Regions from separate parts of the Hordeum vulgare genome. Here region 1 is linked to region 2. The links are chromatin contacts, called in public Hi-C maps. All regions are on one chromosome and are shown on one strand. The core of a region is the stretch at or near the end of the contact, and the rest is flanking DNA. Distances in the headings are between cores, read along the strand shown. Region 1 holds the start of LOC123412896 (BTB/POZ domain-containing protein At1g30440-like). Region 2 holds the start of LOC123410184 (hydroxyproline O-galactosyltransferase GALT2).

Region 1 (2,702 bases), core at 82-2,581, 930 kb before region 2:
ATAAATGCTAATCCAGGACAAGCATTCTGCACGGTGACCATCTATTTACCCACCACTGCCTTGATCTCAATAACACCCAAAAATGGTACTATAAAAGGTAGGTTCCATTTTTTCCACGAACAGATGAAGTCCTCCAACACGGTATGCGCATCGAATGCATCGAAGTGACAGTCTTAGCATAATGATATTGATTAACAGGCTGTCTTTGGATAACTGGTAGGGAGTCCTCCCAGAGAGTTGCGTCGGCTTAAAAACAAAAACGTTTGTAGTTTTCCTAGCTGGCCTGGGCTCGATGTTTTGATTAGAGCCTTCCATCCAGAAGGAGTTGGTTAGCATATTATAATCAGTACCACAGATGAAGCCAACAGGAAGAGGTTGGGCCATGGCCGCATGGGAGCTTCTAGTACACACACATGTCACCTATTCAATTATTTTCCCACTTTCTGAAAGTACTAATGGCACATTTCCTACAGTGTCAGTTATGGCAGCAAACTGAGCAAGTAATGAAAACATTGCACGGATTAAAAGGTGTAGCAACTCTAATAAGATGTTAAAATTGTCATCTGCAACCATGAGGAACTGTGTAACTGTGCAGGTTAGACATGTCAGAGGATCATGTTGGGGGGAATGAAGAGAGAAAGAGAGAAGCTGTTCATACCAGTCTTGGCCCTGCTTCCTGAACACATCAGCCCTTGATCCCAGCTTGAGGCAGGCCATGTTAGTAGTCCCAGGTTCCTATGGATGCTGCACTACATGAACGAGGCAGCCGGTTGCTTGGGATCAAAGGCAGAGAGATTCCGCCGGCCCCCCGCACACACTGGAACCAAATCCTCGAGAAACTGAGGAAAAGAAAAGAAAAGGAAGCCACTTTCCCCACGCACGCACGCAAAACCTCAATCTAGCCCAAAATCCCCCGAGACGATGTGGAAGGCGAGGAGCGTCCAGACTACGCGGAGAGCCGACACGAGATTGCAGACCCGCCAGTGAAGAGGAGAGGGAAGGAGAGGTTCCGGCGACCTCTGGAGACGTGGAAAAGAAGGGCCGGCCGGACCTTTGGATAATTGTGACGCCTAAACCCACCCGCCGCGATGGATTGTCCCGCCCAAGATCCCGACTCGACGAAGGTCCGGGAAGAAGAAGGTGAGGAAGAGAGGTGGATGACCAGTGGTGCCGCCGGAGGAGGGGGAGGAAGGTTTGTTGGTTTGTTTGTTTATGATGAGGAGGAGGAGGGTGGGGGAGTAGGAATGTTGTGGCAGGCAGGGAAGGGGATCCAAGAACATTCTCTTCTTTGGCTGGGTGTACTGGACTTGGACTACTAGTACCACTGCTGTGGTGCGGATTTGGGTGGGCTTCACAGCTTCCTATGGAGAAAAGGACACCCAACGGGAAGGAAGGAGAGGAAGGCAGCCAGGCTGTGGGCCCAGAGCCGGCAGGCCCAGAATCCACTTTGGCTGCATTATAGTATTTCTATCTTTTTTAGGGACCAATCTATTCATCGTCAGTCAATCGTACCACTACAACGAGCCCGAAAAGTAGTAAACACTATATTCAATTTTATAGATCATCTAACGACGACTACAAGAACTGAATCGAACCGAATATGCGTCGCTGTTATTGCCCCTTCATCGTCAGATTCGTGCAAAACTTGTTGGAGTAGACAATAAGGAAGTCGTCGTGCTAAGACTTCATAGGACCAACGCACTAGAACATCAACCACCTCGATGAAGAGACACATAGATCGGACGGATCCAACCTCAAGACACACGGACATAGACAAATGAAGACCGGATCTGAGCAGATTCACCAAAGGTTACCATCGATTGGATCCTTTGTGTGTGAGCCTCCGACACCCCTACCCTACCTGTCAGCCAGGGAGAACAAGACAAGCCACGGACCGGATGAGTCAGGCGGCCCAGCACACGCTACACGGGCCAAGAATGGGCCAGCACGGTCCAATCTACTACTTAAGCCAGCTACCACGACGGGTCGATCATCTAGTGAATGAGGCAACACCCATGCGGCGGCAACCCTAGTTCTTGTGTTCTAGTTAGCCTCCCTCGATTCCCAGCTTCTCCAAATTCGTGTGATCGGTCTATATTGCTACTACTTTAGAGAGTGAATAGATCGAATTGCCACTACCTTCCATCGCTACTCTAACATCTGGTATTAGAGACCAATTGTCCATCCCAATCCGTTCGTGCTGGCACATCTCGTCGAGACCAGAAGCTTGCGTCAAGGTCTTTCATGGTTGGAAGCCATGGATCCCAACATGTTGGCCTTCGACGAGCTGCTGGCTTGGTGGCCGGATCTAGAGCACCGCGTGGCAAGTCTTGGCGATGCAGTCGCGGCACCGCAGCTGGCGCAACCGCCTCCTTGCAAAGCGGGGAAAGAGGATCAAACAACCCACGCGCAACAACATCCCCTGCCTGCAATAGAGGACGTCTGCACCGGTGAGGGACAATAGCTCAGGTGCGACTTCTTTCCATCGAATTGGAAGGAGTGTGACGTTTTTCGACATAATAGCTCTCGTGCGACGGTTTAAAGGAAGAAAATAGCTCACGGCCACATATGCGTTAAAACCTTAGTCAACTAGTCCAATTTGCGTTAAGACATGTCCTAACTAATTTGCCCCCAAATTAATTAGCACCACATCCCGTCAAACTGCCCGACCTGAACTGTTCGAAACTGCCCGCGCTCCATTC
Region 2 (2,731 bases), core at 7-2,506:
ATGGAATTTAAGAGCACTTTTAAATGCAAAAATGACTTTGTTTTGATGGTGGGGGTCCACACCAACATCGAGGGTGATGTTGTTTTCCTTAATAATAATTGTTTTGGATTATTCCACAATTATGCAACATTTTTCCGATGCTGTTTGGGGAATTATTTTATTTCCATATAATTCAAGTGGCTTTTTACGTGGAATTTGAAAAGAGATATGAATTTCAACTTGATCATATCCAATTTAGCAAAATGATTTGTTGCTGATCATGGTCATCACTGTAACTTAATTACAATGCTCACTGTAGCAAAAGCTGAGGATGTCACAAGACCGGCATACCCGATTAATAAGCCACAATTCTTCACCTTTGAGGTAGCTCTAAAAGCTTTAATTTCACGTCAACCGATTATTATGATTTGTGCTCAGCAAAGGACCTACCTATTATTATGATTTTACACTACCGTTTTCGTTCACTGGTTATATATGTTGAGACTGTTAATATTTTTGTGATTTGCAGTTACTCACAATGGATTTCTGTTTGATTTTTTGGAGTTTCTGCAGGTGATACCTCAACCTTTATATGCAAGTGCCAAAAGATCTCAGGTTGTATATATTTCCTTTGAAATACCAGGTTGTGTCCTGTTCTGATGCTAGATTATCTGTATTTTAAGCTTTTTTTCAGGCATTGAAGCTAGATATGATGCATCAAGTGAAGAAGTTAGGATTCATTTCAGCTTGCTGCAACCTTCAAGTGAGCCCAATATTTCTCCTTGTCTTATGTTACTCCAAACATTTTTTTCCATTATTCCACTGAATACATTTGTTTTCAATTTTTTAATGGAGTGCAAGTAATGTGTATATTGTGTGTGTTTTAATATTTTTGCAGCTATATATATATATATAATTTTAATATAAAAAGCAATTTATAAATTATTCGGTTAGTCGTGCATTACATGTGCATGCTAACTAGTATATATATATATATATATATATATATATATATATATATATATAGAGAGAGAGAGAGAGAGAGAGAGAGAGAGAGAGAGAGAGAGAGAGAGAGAGAGAGAGAGAGAGAGAGAGAGAGAGAGAGAGAGAGAGAGAGATCAAAAAAAATTGTGTGACGTTTGCAAGTTACTAGTACGTAGATGCTCTAACCCGACGTGGCAAACACGGTCCGACCGGACCAAACCGTCACGCGGCTCGTCCAGTCCCACTCCCACTCGGCCGGCCGGAAAGAAACCAAACTAACAAGAAAGAAAACATGTCCACATCACGGGCGGCCAGCCAGCCAGCCAGCCACGACGCCCCTCCATTTCTCCCCACTGCCCCGACCTCCCCGCACGCACGCGCGAGCATCTCCAACTCCGCCTCCGTCCCCGCCCCTGCCTCCGATTCCACGCCTCCTCTGCGCGCGCCAGATCCGGCCGGCGCCCCGCCTCCTCTGGCCGCCGCTGGCCGGCGGCAGGCGTGTCGCGGCGGGCCTGCCCTCGCCGCGCGCTTGACCACAGAGAGATCGCTGTCGCCGTCCACTGCGGGGCCCGAGAGCGCGAAGGTGGGGTTGGCTACGGCCCGCTGAGCGAGCGAGGGCAATGGCGCGGCGGTGGCGGCCGTCGCACCTGGTGTTCGTCGCGGGGGTGGCCTATCTCATCCTCATCTCCCTCAAGTTCCGCCGCGTCCTCGACCTTGCCACCGCCGACCTTGCCGCCGTTGACTCCGCTTTCTCCTCCCCATCATCCACCGACCACCTGCCACCTCTCCTACCAGGGAGCTCCTCCTCCCCTTCCAATGCCACCCTGTTCCAGGTCCAGCCCTTCTGGCACCGATACGACCGCGTTTCCCTCCCCGACATCGCCGCTCGCAACCGCTCCGTCCTCGACCGCATGGCCGACGACGCCTGGTCGCTCGGGCTCACCGCCTGGGAGGACGCCGCAGCCTTCTCCGGGGACCCCTGGGAGCTCGCCGCCGTCGACGCCGCCTCCACCGACAAGTGCCCCGCCGCCGTCTCCGTGCGCGCGCGCGGGAGGGTTGTCTTCCTGCCCTGCGGCCTCGCCGCTGGCTCCGCCGTCACCGTCGTCGGCACGCCCAGGCCAGCGCACAAGGAATACGTACCGCAGCTCGCCAGGATGCGCCAGGGGGACGGGACCGTGCACGTCTCGCAGTTCATGGTCGAGCTGCAGGGCCTGCGCGCCGTTGACGGCGAGGACCCGCCCAGGATACTGCACCTCAACCCCAGGCTGAGGGGGGACTGGAGCCAGCGCCCCATCATCGAGCACAATACCTGCTACCGGATGCAGTGGGGCTCCGCCCAGCGCTGTGACGGCTTGCAGCCCGAGGACAATGACGACAAGGGTACATCCTTCTCCTTCTTCGGCAATCCTAGCTTGGACCTTAAGATGTTCTTTCCTGAGTGAGCAGCTCTTGTTATTTGTTACTAGTAATGTGGTTAAGATTAATTAGTATTGCATTGTCAAATTAGTGCAGAGGTAAATCAATTGCATTGCCAGCCTAATGCCATATTGCCATGTTTCTGTTTACAGTTTACTAGTAAACCATTACAGCTGCTATAACGTACCATTACCAACTGGCCATTATAACTCCTTGCACAATCTAACCCATGGAATGTTCCTATTTACAGCATTAAAGCTGATTAAACTATCAAAGTGCCCAACACATGATACATGTATTTGCTCCTGGGGACTTCATAATATTAATGCCACAGCCCTTTTGCGATGGTAGG

The links. Hi-C and Micro-C count contacts between places; a contact is called where the count stands out from the background.
Region 1: a Hi-C map of leaf shows a contact between it and region 2, with 7 times the contacts expected there. The contact joins the promoter of LOC123412896 here to the promoter of LOC123410184 in region 2. A contact is called at or near these places in 3 of 6 Hi-C or Micro-C datasets (leaf and seedling) and 1 of 1 datasets of contacts at active chromatin or transcription factors (embryo).

What each region holds. Positions count from the first base shown.
Region 1 is chr7H:406,309,026-406,311,727 of MorexV3_pseudomolecules_assembly, reverse strand. It overlaps LOC123412896 (BTB/POZ domain-containing protein At1g30440-like), which reads right to left and starts at 1,331. Exons shown (of 4, transcript XM_045105856.1): 1 at 659-1,331. The coding sequence starts at 717.
Region 2 is chr7H:405,376,939-405,379,669 of MorexV3_pseudomolecules_assembly, reverse strand. LOC123410184 (hydroxyproline O-galactosyltransferase GALT2) reads left to right here and starts at 1,256. Exons shown (of 7, transcript XM_045103082.1): 1 at 1,256-2,343. The coding sequence starts at 1,584.